Linked DNA regions of Manis pentadactyla: region 2 is linked to region 1. A link is a contact called in public Hi-C data. All regions are on one chromosome and are shown on one strand. Each heading gives the region's core, a stretch centred on a gene start, on an enhancer-like site or on the middle of the called end of the contact. The rest is flanking DNA. Distances are from core to core; before and after follow the strand shown. Region 1 holds the start of RPS26 (ribosomal protein S26). Region 2 holds the start of GDF11 (growth differentiation factor 11).

Evidence for each region. Hi-C and Micro-C count contacts between places; a contact is called where the count stands out from the background.
Region 2: a contact with region 1 is called in a Hi-C map of skin fibroblasts, with 5 times the contacts expected there. The contact joins the promoter of GDF11 here to the promoter of RPS26 in region 1. A contact is called at or near these places in 2 of 3 Hi-C or Micro-C datasets (fibroblasts and skin fibroblasts).

Annotation. Positions count from the first base shown.
Region 1 is chr9:89,976,184-89,982,377 of mManPen7.hap1, forward strand. RPS26 (ribosomal protein S26) reads right to left here and starts at 2,377. Exons shown (of 4, transcript XM_036918299.2): 1 at 2,359-2,377; 2 at 1,963-2,140; 3 at 1,126-1,256; 4 at 752-853. The coding sequence starts at 2,361. The coding sequence ends at 818. IKZF4 (IKAROS family zinc finger 4) reads right to left here. Exons shown (of 10, transcript XM_036918301.2): 10 at 4,396-6,194.
Region 2 is chr9:90,240,681-90,246,874 of mManPen7.hap1, forward strand. It overlaps GDF11 (growth differentiation factor 11), which reads right to left and starts at 3,364. Exons shown (of 3, transcript XM_036918327.2): 1 at 2,808-3,364. The coding sequence starts at 3,231.

The sequences.
Region 1 (6,194 bases), core at 1,127-3,626:
TTCATTTTACAGTAGTTACGACTAACATCTACAAGTCTTATGTATTTGTGACCTTTTAAATTTTTCAGTATTCCTAGGCTATTTTTTTTCAAATTGTCACAAATACCCAGAAATTTTTGATATGCTTATTTAAAAACTCCATAGACAAACACACCCATGTAGTTCAAATCTTTGTTGTTCAAGGGCCAACTACACTTCAATCAAAACCTCCAAGTTACTGGTTTAGTTTATTTAGAAAAACAACCCCCCCACACACACACCAGTCACTCAGATGAAATAAGCAGTCTTTCTCTACACTTTCTTCTCATGGGGCTGTTTTCAAGAATACCAGTGGACTCATGCCAAGGTAGGCAGGTTAATTTTATCAAGTCAGGGACATGGATATAGATTCTTTAAATGATACCTAAGTCATGCACTAAAGTCTGTGTCTAAGTGCAAGTCTAAAAGGTACACACCTCAGTCTAAGTCACTTCCTGATGTGTTCCTCACTCAACACCTTTTACCCTCCTAGTTGCTCTCCCTCACTAATGCTCAAACCCCTCCCTCCCCACATAGTCATGTAATTGGGGAGGCCAAAACTCTGAAGTTCCAAAGAAAGCTGAGTTAAGGCTTAACATTCACAGATAAGTTTTCTCCATGAAAAAAACATGAGGTATCCCACACTTGAATGATTAGAAAAAGCAATTACAGTTCCTAAGACATACACAATCCCCACTCAACCTACCAACAGATACACTCAACATGCTATATAATTTCCATTTTATTTTTACTTTTTTCCAGAGAACAATTTTTCTTCAGTCTGTAAGGACTTTGCTCCTTACATGGGCTTTGGTGGAGGTCGTGGGGCAGCACCCTGAAAGATGAAGGAACCAGAGTAAATAAAAACAACCAACCGAAGGCTCCCCCCACAAATTACTCTTTTAAGAATACTACCCTCCCAAGACTAACAATGCATCTGGGCCATAAACATACGAAGAACTGGTAGATGTGGAAGGAGACTACACTACTCCATCTGAAACTGATGCTAACAAGTTTCTGAACTGCCTCTAAGCATGTTTCAGGTGTAGGCCCCACATCTTTTGTCCATCACCCCTCTGGCTTGCACATCCCTTTAAGGATACTTACCGCAGGCCTAAATCGGGGTGGGGGCGTTCGGTCCTTCCTTGCCTCACGAGATCGATTCCTGACTACCTTGCTGTGAATGGCACAGCTCACACAGTAATGCAGTTTTACATACAGCTTAGGGAGCACGTAAGCTAAGAACAGAAGCAAAATATCAGGTTTTGTATACCCAACTTGCACCATCCTTATTCAGTCAAAAGTAAATCTACTTACTGCCTAGCAAACCTACAAAATTTCACCCCCAAAGCAACTGTTACCTAAACTTCAGTTTCTCACACCTAAACACACTGGCAGTTTCACAAATGAAAAATATTCCCCTTTGGACCCATCCTGTCATCACGGGGCCAAATGCGCGCCCTATATGTAAAAATCCTTCAGCGGAGTACCAGCCCTAGTGCCTACTCCTGGGCCCTCCTTGTTGCCTAAGAAACCTAATTTCTCTTAGGAAAAACGGCATATTGCTTTAAAGCAGCTCAACTTCATTGATCAAACTAGACTGCCTCCATTCTTGAAACATCATTCAAATTAACCTGTACTTCGCACAACAGATACGCAAATGTTCAATAATTCGAGTTCTGACTACGTCTACAGCCAGGGCTGTTAATAGAGTAAGCTAAGTGCTTGGAAATCGCATCCCCTAACGCAGTCACACTGTCTCGAAGAGTGGCCACTAGCACTGAAAGTTCCCTTCTGTTCAAAGATCAAGACGACAACCACAATTAAAAACGTTTTCTTTACCGGAAACAACCTTGAAGGTGGAATCGGCCTGGCCGGCTCCGTAAACCGCCTACGAGTACAGCACGGAGTGGGCCCAAATACTCATGCTTGAAGCTCACTTACCGTCGAAGACACTGGCTTCGGAAATGTCCCTTACGGCGGCGGCCTCTACTATGTTTCGAATGACAAACTTCTTAATGGCCTTATCCTTGGGTACACATCGGGCGCAGTTAGTGCAGCGGATAGGCTGCACGTGGCCACGGCCCTTTTTAGCACGACCATTGTTCCTTCTTTTCTTGGTCTGCACCAAGGTAAACATCCTGTTAGGTGTGGGGCCCAACCTCCCAAGCCCCTCTACGTAAACCCCGCGCCCGCAGCTGGCAGAAAGGCACCATAGGGCCTACTCCTTCCACAAATCCCTCCAGGCCCGTAATGCCTACCTGTGCATACCTCCACCATTGCCCAAGCTCCCAAACGCCCTCAACCCAGAAACCGTTCCTCGACAACGAACGCACTCACCATGCTAGCACGGAAGCCCAAGAGAAAGCACGGCCGTCCCACCGCCCTTATATAGCACGAGATCCCTACGCCAACAGCGGAAGAATCCTTAGAGGAAGGTAGCCAAGGACAGCGACCCACTTTACCCAGATTTTCTAATCATTCAGCGCTTCCGCTGAAATCTAGGGTAGAAAGGCGCTTCTCGAATTTATTTATCCGTGACATAAGGTGACTATGGGACTATTTACCCTGCTGGCGGAAGAAAATCAGAGTTATACGTCTCTCAGCAAGCATCGCGATGCCCTGCCCCGGACGTATTCTCAGCTTTCTGACTCTCCGGCTTTTGCGGCGCTTGGCGCGGAAGCTGACCCGCGCAAAACCACCTGTCGCACTTCCTCTAGAGGCCCGGGGGAAGGTATGCATTATGGGAGTTGTAGTGCAAGGCTGGTAGGCCCCTGGCCCGAAGCCCTACAACCAAGGCGGTGCTGCGCCACCGGGGGACGCTCTCGGCTCATTTCTCTGACAATCCTGTTACTACGTGTAGGAATGATAAACGGGAACAATACACTTTGTTAATTCCTCCTTCCCAATGTGGAGAAAACGCCGCGAGGAGGAGCCGTGGAAGTGCTTAGGTGCTAGGGCTATTTCTTATTCACCTTTTTATCCTTGAATCCTTTTAGCACTGTTCCTGTACTGTAGTAAGCGCTGTAAAAATATTAACTCATCTAACCCTCAACAAGCCTGTAAGGCAGGCAGTACTATTACCGGCACTTTAAAGATTGAGAAACTGAGGTGTAGAGTGGTTAAACCTAAGGTTGCCCCAAGTCACACAGAACCACTAAGGGGTGTTCTGGCTCCACCATACTATGCTGCCTCTCACCTAACAACTGGATGGCGGCATATAGCCTGGACCTGTGACCTAAACGATTTTGACTTAGACCTTTAGCCTTGTGAGCAGGAGTGGCTAACCATGGCAGCCAACCACCCAGTTACCTCTGAAGGTGAAGAAATTAAGGTGTCAAGGGGACCTCCCAGCCTTCAGACCCAAGATAGCCCAGATGAAAACTAATCATTCATTCACGAGTCATTCTGGAGCCTGAGTACATCAGATTCATTTTCCCTCCAACAATCCATGGTGGTTTAACCTCGAACCCACTTTATGAGTTAAAAGTTATTTTCTAACTTTTGTTATGGCTTCAAAACAACTATATTCACAGTCTCTTTCAAGTTCAAATTTGTTAGTTTCAACGGGGCATGGAAAACAGATTCTAGATGGAAGTGTCTTCAATTTTCGTTTCAATATAGTCTTAGGGAAAACAGCAGACATTTACTACGTGGAATGGCAATGAAGTAGATAGAACAGAAAAATATTTAGAGTGAAGGAGACAGAAAATAGTTAATATTAAGACAGAATCAAGTTAATATTCCTATATTGGCTCTTTGGACTTTTATAGCCTAGGGTTTCACTTACTGAATTCCCTGGCATAAAGGGATGGGCACAGACTGGAGTCACACACTCCCAGGTTCAAATACAGGTTTTGTCACTTGTGGGCTGATGCATCTTGGACAAGTTATATATTCTCTCTTGGGCTTTTATTTCAATAGTAAGCGTGGTCATTTTTTTGTAGGTTGTTTCTACAATTAATACTTGGCACAGTGGTTGGAACTTATGACATGCTCAAGAAATGATAGACCCTATTATTATGATCATTCATGTCATTGTAACTAACATCTATCTCCCTTGGTTAATGTGTTTTGTACATAATATGTACTCAGCAAATATTTGATGAACCTCTGCTTTGGATGGACAGCCAAATTAGGCTTTTCTCTCCAATCCTGAAGTCACTCCTAGTAGGAAAATCTCCACTTCCTGTTGTTCTAGGTTGAAAGTTCTGTTCTTCTGTAGCAAGAACTTGAGCATTCTTATTTGGTTTCCTCTTAATCTTAGACTTGTTCACCTTTAAAATGTAGGTAATTGGTATACTATGTTGCAAGGATCCCCCCACTGCTACCCCCAGCAGAAAAATAAGGCAAAGAAAGTCTACAAAAACAACCAGGGGTGTTAAATTACTCATGTTTATTTGTAACAGACCTTCAGCCAGTACAGTACAAAACTTACAGTAGTATATCTCCGTTACACAAATATTTACTTACAATATATTACATATACAAAATGCTTTGCAATAAGTCTCAAAAGCTAGTTTAACTCCCCTTGAGAATGGAGAAAAACTCTTTAAAAAAAACGGAAGGGGAGAACCGGAGGAAGAGGAGGAGGTGAAGGGCGAGGTCCAAGGAGACACCAAGCATAGGCTACAAATGAAATCCTGGGAGAGAGAGGAGGTGGTATTGCACTTGCTTCTGTGATTTTTTTTTCTGTTCATTCTTCATAACTTCTGAATAAAAATATATATAATATATATATATTATGTACACAAGGAAAGCTGCCAGAAGTGTTATAAAATCCCATCTGCAGCTTGGACACTGACACAAAAAACACTGGAAAAGTGTCTGTTTAGAAATTTTTTGGGGTGGAGTTGATTTTGAATACCAATATAAAAAGAAAACACCTCTTTTCTCCATGTGGGTTTCAATGTATGTTTTTTTTTCTTGTTTTTTTTTTTTATGCAAAAGGAGCTGGGAGAGAGCATGAGGATGTTTGAGGTTCCAGAGCTGGAAGACTCTGGAATAGGATTTTGTACCTAAGACCCTGGTTAAAGTGCAGTGATGGTCTGGAGAGAGCCAGAGTGCCCTTCTCTCCCCTCCTTAGCACCTGGTCTTGCCCTTCCAGTCTCTGCTTTCATGGGCTCAGAGTATAGCCTCAGAGCATAGTCCTTCACATTCCAGGAGGTTACAGGCGCCAAAGCTGACTCGGGGAGGGATGGTCACCCTAAGACTCTGATACCGCAGAAAGGAGTAGTCCTTATGAGGTGTCACCAAACACAACAGCAGACACAGAAGAGGTATGGGTGGGTTCAATGGGAAATGGCTCAATAACCAGAACAGTAGAGGAGAACCCAAGATATTAATCGCAGCTCTGCTGCCATCCTGAAACAAAGAGCCAGTTCACTTGGGTGCTTTGAAAAGACTCTTCCCTCCACTAGAGATGCTCTCCTCCCAGCTAAGTCCCCATCCTCTGCCCTTGGCAGCATGTTTATTGCTACATTGACAAGGAGGAACATAGTGTCCCGCCATGACAAGCTGGTTCTCCTGAGGAGACCACACATAATGGGCAAGAAAAAGGAGGAAGAGAAGTGTTTTTTAGGGTCCCCCTTCCCATAAGGGGGTAAGGTAAACTCTTCTTAGAGCTCTTAGGAGCCCTGAACCCAGGGTCTGTTCCTTAGCCAACCCTTTACCATCCCCCTAAATTATCCCTGATAGGGAGTGAGATAAGTGGGAGGCAAGAGAGCCAATCAGGACAGGACAACATGGAAAGAAAGAGGGAAGGGGAGAGAGGAGAGAAGGACCAAGTGTTACAACTTGTGAGGTGCTGTGTTTGGTTTTCACTTTTTTTTTCTTTAAATATAGAAAAACAGCCTTTGGTTTGAATCTCAAGGAAGCAGAGAATGGGATAGCTACAGCCTTGGGCAGGAAACTCCTGTAGAAAGAGCCCTCCACTTGCAGGGGAGCAAGTCTCCTCCTGCCCCTTTCTCACTGATCAGGTTACCTAAGCAGCCAGGGGTCTCCGCAGTAGCCGGGAGGAGACTGCCCCTTCCTGCCCCACATCTGGGAGCTGAGTGTAGAAGGGGGTAAAGGATGACCCCTAGTTCAGTTTCGCCCATCCTATTCTTGCTGGGACAAGAGTGGAATAGGGTGAGGGGCACGTGTCCTTGCCCATCCTGGGATAATTTTTGGTTATA
Region 2 (6,194 bases), core at 2,114-4,613, 270 kb after region 1:
TGTTTATTATTAGTTTTCTAAGCACATATACCCCTACTAGGCTGACCCAAAGCTTAGAGATAAGGAACTGGGCACCAGGGCTCCATTCCGACCCCAGGGGTTCACCATACACTCTCCCCAAGTGGATGTGGGGATAGGACGAAGATGTCTTCAGAAAGAAAAGGGAAAGAGAGGGAGACACTGAAGCCTGGTGTGGGAGATTAGAGAAGAGACTGTTAGGGATGAAGGCAGGTTAGAAGAGATTGGCAAAGAAATGGAGGAGAGAAGTTAGAGGGGAAGATCGTGGTAGGAGGAGAAGAAGTAAGTTTGGCAGTTGGAGAGCACTGGGAGAGATGGGGGTGCAGAAGGAGTGGATGAAGTTTAGAAGTGAAGGAGGTAGCTGAGCCTGGTGGGGTTGGGGAAAGGATGGAAGGACACGGGGGAACAAAGGAGAAGCAGGTAGAGCCATGGAGGGAACCAAGGGGCTCGAGACAGTCCCCAACGCACACAGAGGCCTAACTCCCAAGGGTAGGGAAAGAAGCCACATCTGTGTAGGATTGATTGGGTTGTAGCAGGCAGCCTGTCAGGTTTAGTAGGCGGCTCCGGTCTGGAGAGAGGTCATCCCACTATTTTCAGCAAAAGCCCAACCCCTTCCCTGCCCACCACCGCCTCCTCCCCCTCCTCCCCCTGCCCCCCTTACACACTCTCCCTACCCAGGCTAGGAGGTTGGGCTGAGAGGGCAGGGCAGGGGCCTCTTGGTGTAGGGAGGAGGGAGAAACTGAGGGGATGGGCTTAGCTCCCAGAAGGGCAAGGGGGCTGGGTTCCCAGAACGAAGCCTGCGGTGGGTGAGAGGGTGGAGGGAACTAGGGCAGGCACTGCAGCCTGAGAGGTGGGGGCTGGGGTCCAGGGCGAGGGCTGGGGGAGGGGAAGGAGGGGGAGGGGAGCGGAGGCCATCTCTGCTGACAAACACCTCCCCCGATTAGCAGAGCACAAGTCTCTTATTAAAGCGGGTCCCTGGGGATTAGACTATAAAAGTCTCTTTTTCCTTTTTCCCCCCTCTCCCTCCCCTCTCCTCCGCTGCGCTCCTCCTCCCCCTCTTGTCTCTTAAAGGAGACGTACAGTACCTGGCCAGAGACCCAGTTCCCTAGTCATCCAAGTCCTGGGGTGGCTAGAGGGCAGAAGTTGGGGTGGAACCCCACCTGCTGGTGTCCTTACCCTACCCCCCCCCCCCCAGCCTAACCTGTACTTCCCAATCGTGCATTAGGCTAGCTTCCTGCAACCCTATTACCTGGGCTAACTCTGGGCTCAGGCACATAGGTTAAGGGATGCTAAGGGTAGAAAGGGGCAAGGGGAAGTCCACAGCTCCCTTACCCGTTCTGGACCCTACCCCATAGAGACCAGAGTGTCTTTTCCCTCTTTCCCTTTCGTCTTCCAGCAAACTCTTCTTCACAATGTCTCAACAACTCTCTGTTTCCTAGAACCTCCACCCCCGCCCTCAGTTAATCTCAGACCCTAGCTTCTATAAAGCAGAATCCTTAAGAACAGAAGGGGCACTGAGGAACCAAGCCCCAAAGCTCAGGCCTTCACCACCACCCCAAGTTAGCTTCCTAGTCCTCTGAGTTTTCTTTTTACAGCCCGCACCAAGTACTGTGGAGTTAGGGTCTGCAGAAAAAACTGGTGGCATTATGAGGCACTCAGCCTCCCAGATGCACACCTGGGTTCCGTGCCTCTCACATGGGGGCGGGCCACCAGAACGCCCCTCAGCCCCCAGCTTTTTATGACCCATCTGCCAATAAACCAGTCTCCCCCTTCTGCTCAGAGCCATAAAACCAAACAGTGGTTGTGTGTGTGTGTGTCGGGGCGTGACTTTGCCAAACCACTCGTTCCCTGGAGCTGGAGTGAGGGGAAACCTGGGTGGGGGTGGGAAGGGAATCATCTGACCCTAGGGAGAGCAGTGGGAGGCAGGCTGGGAGTGGGGGGGGGGGGGTGGCGGCCGGCGTTGGCCTGGATTTTCCAGGCCATAAAATTTCAAAGCAGCTCAAATCTATCAATGTGTTAATCTTCCGTTTGGCGGGTTTGGCAGGGGACTTGGATGCCTGGGTTCTCCCTCTCTCCCCGTCTATTTCTTTGGTTTCCTCCTTAGGTCTTTCTCCTCCTCAAGTCCGCTAGTGGGTAGGGACGGGTGAATGAGGAATGGAACGCTGTGGTCTGAGCAACCAAAGGGGTGCTATGGCCCCAGCGCAAGGGAGTTGAGTTCTCGGAGCTCGGTCTGCCCAGCAGGCACAGCTTTTGCAGCCCGTTGGGAGACCGGGTGTCAGAAGGCTCCGGGTGGAACGGACGCCAGCGGGGCTGTGGGGAGCGACGCGGGGCTCTGGGGCGTCACTCCGGGGAGGGGAACAGGAGCATTCGCTCCCCGCAGCCGGGTGGGCGCGGAGCGGAGCCGAGGATGGGAGGGGTGGAGAACGCTGCAGCCCGCCTGGACCGCAGGCCTTGAGGGTTGAGTGAGAGGCTGCCCCTCGCGTCCGCTGCGCATGGGCCCCAGCTCCCGGACCACCCCCCAAACCCAGCACGCGCCTGTCCTCACAACCTCTCCGTGGGCCGTACCCCCCACACATCCAGCGACGGGGCGTGCACGCCACGCGCAGCCTGTCGCCGTCGTTCGGAAAACTTATAGGGAGCAGCCCCCGCCTCCCAATTCGTCAAGTTTCCTTAAAAAAGGTTCCAGCCCTTTTCTAGAGCAGCCGGGAGCGCCCCGCTTCAGGCGGGAGGCGCTTCGTTCCCCGGAGCCCAAGCCGGTCCCCGCCGCTCGCGCCCCGCCGCCCACTTACTCTCCTGGGCCATGCTAATGACGGTCTCGGTGGTGGCGTGGTACTCGTCCTCCTCCAGGAAGTCCTCGGGCTGCAGCGCGTCGCCCTGGAAGTCGTGCAGGTCCAGGATCTGCTGCAGCGGCGGCGCCTTGGGCAGCAGCTGTTTCACCACCTCGCGGCTGATGTTGGGCGCCTCCTTGAGCCGCAGTTTGCTCAGGATCTGCGACTTGATGCTCTCCAGGCGCAGCTCGCGGCTGTGCTGCCGCCACACGCACACGGGGCAGCCGTCGGGCTCGGGCGCTGCGGACGCGGCCGGCTGGCCCGAGCGCTCCCCCCCGGCCCCCGCCGCCGCCGCCGCCGCGGGGCCCTCGGCCGCCTCCCCACGGGGCCGCAGCTCCAGGGCGAGGAGCAGGAAGCCCAGCAGCAACGGGGCCGCGAGCACCATGCTGAGGGGAGGGGGCTGGGGGCGGGGACGCCGGGCCGCGGGGAGGGGCGGGGGGGTCTGGGCGGCACGGGACGGGGCTGCCCGGCCGAGGGGGGCCGGGGGCCGGGGGCGGCGGGCGCGCGGGCGGGGCGAGCGGGCGGCCGGGGCGGGCGGCTGGGGGGGCCCGCGCCCGGGCCAGGCCCTTTATAGCCCCGTCCCCCGTGTCGTCAGCGGCCGCGATTGGCTGCGGAGCCAACAAAAGAGGCAGCGCTGTCATCCGAGGCGAGAGAGGGAGCCGGAGAGAGCCGAAGAGAGGGAGGGAGGGAGCGAGGGCCCAGAGAGCCTGGGTGGGGGAGAGACCCCGGAGAGACAGAGAGATAAAGGGGCAGAGACAAAGGGGGGTCAGAGAGGAGGGACTTAGCTAGAGAGACAGACAGAGCAGGAAAGAGACAGGCAAAACTGGAGGGGATTAGACGGGGAGAATCGGGGACAAAGAGGGGAGAGAGACTAGAGCGAGGAGAGAGCCTTGGCTGCACGGGGAAGAGCTGGACCGCAAGAGATCAGGGGTGCAGAGGGATGGGGACAGGGGCAGAGAAGCTGGGAGAACCGGGGCCGGAGCCCTGGGAAAGAGGGGGAAAGAAATGAAGAGCAGGAGGGTGAGGGCCAGAGGACAGACAGATAGCTAGGGAGCCCCTGAAGGGGCAGAGGATCAGGGGAAGGTGGAGGTGGGAAGACACACTCCTCAGGGAAGGAGAGACAGCTCAGTGACAGAGGTCAGCCTTGGTGGGAGCACCAAGAGCCCAAGCGGAAGGAGGTGGAGGATTTGAGCCCTGAGGATGCCCAGCTACCAGAGGTAGCTCAAAGAAGCTGCTTAAAGAAGCCATACAGGGGAGCTCAGGGGGTTCGGGAAGAGCAAGATGTAAGGATTGGACATGGAGACTAGGAGAGGAAGAGACCGGGGACACTGAGAAGGTGGGGAGGTGGTGGGAAGCCTAGAGCCAGGAGGAAGAGCTTAGAGCTGGGAAGAGTGTGAGCTTGAAATTGAGGCTTGAAAAGGATAAGGGAGTTGGCAGGATGGAAAAGGCAGAAACTGGGGATCACAGGGGAGGAATGGAGAGAAGCAGGGCTGGAGATACTGTGCTTGAAGAAGGATCTGGACCTCTGGATTTCTAGCTATACTTTTGGACGTGCAGGGTCTTAGAAGTCTGAGAAGGGACTTGCAGTTGCAGGGGTAAGAGAGAGGTTTGCCCTCAGGTGCCTGCGCGGGAAACAGCGAGTTGCAAGGGGGAAAAACCAGGTGTGGGACCAGCTCTAGTCTTCAGGTGTGACCCAGGGTATGACCAGAGGGCAGAATAGAAGAGTGCCAAGGCACTGAAATGCTCCCGAGGTGCTTAACTTCTAGTTCTGGATACCTCTTCCCAGTCCTTACATTCTTCAGGCTTATTTCTTGAGTCCAAAGTCCTGGTGGTCAACAGACAAATAACCAATAGATTAAAAATGTTTGAGGGGATCAGGTCTCACTAATTTCCTGGCACACACGACGTTTATTGAATAAATGGATGAACCTTATTGGGCTCTTCCGGCAGAACAGAGGGACACTGGTTTCCTCTCTGGATTAGAGCCCAATAGAACATCTTAAAGTTGGTTTTATGGAACATTAGTCACAAAGACAGAGTTGTGTTGGGAAGCTGGACTGGAATTAGGAAATATACTGGGGGTCTAGGCGTGAGGGAAAAGGGCTTGGGAAGACCAAGCTGGGGAGCTTTAAAGAGATTATCTATTTCTGTGGAAAACAGGAGCTAAGACCACAGCCATCTGGTTCCCTCCTGTGGTTTGGACCAGCACTTGGGTGTTCCAATATCTCATCAAGTTTCTTCATCTGTAAAATGAGGATCACACTGTTCACCCTCAGCTGGTTGTGAGGATTCCATAGTAACCAGTCAGTAGTGGCCTTCATGGGTTCCTTCGCTGTGACTCACCTCTTTCCTTTCTGATCTCCCAGAGCAGTGATTGCCTTTACCACATATTCTGGCATATCTTGTTCTCCACAATGTTTCTCTGATATCATTTCCTCAGCAAAATTACCAGCTCCTTGAGATCAGAGGTGTGTCACCTCCTCCTTCCTCAGAAGAGATAGCCCAGCCTTCACTTCCTCACCAAACATGTTTCTAGTGGTAGGGCTATGAGAGAGGCAAACATAAATGACTCAGTCCCTTTCCTCAGGGAACATACAGACTGGACAAGACACTAGGAGCAGAGTACTGGCCAAAACTCCAGTCCAGATGCTTCTTTATCTCCATCAGGATGTCCCCAAGGCACCTCAAACATGGTGGGTTAGATATAACCGAGAACTTCTTTTCCCTTGAAATGTGCCCCCATTCTGCTGTTTTTCATTCTAGCAAGTGACATGACATGGAATCATCCAGGCCAGAAACCTGGAAGTAGCCTTCACCTTTTCTCTCCTGGTCATCTCTGAATCTTTGCACAAGTTGTTGCCTCTTCCAAAAACAACTCCCCTCCTACTTCCACTGCTCCCAACCTCCAGTTTCTTATAAATTTGGTCTCTCACTCAAATTTATTCTTTCTTCAGGTCTCGGTATGGATGTCATTTTCCACATGTCTTCTAGGAGTCTGTTCCTGATTCCCAAACCTGGAGTAGATACTCTTCCTAGCTGTATCTGCACTGTTCTGGAAAGGAGTTTAGTCACATAGCTTCTAGACTAGAACTAGGATCCCTGGGTTCAAGTCCCAGATCTCCTCCCTTTTTTGGCTGTGTGAACTTGGCTCTTTATGTCTCATGTAAAATGGGTATAATAATATGTATGTAGCTATTTATAAGGTTATGAGGACTAACTGCCCGACAGACAGTTCTAAATGACCTAATTAGTAATTACTACTATCCTAATTTATGACCCTCACACTGAGTGAAACCCAAGAGGGCAGAACTTTTAAAACTAATCTATAGTTTATAACTGCTTGGAATA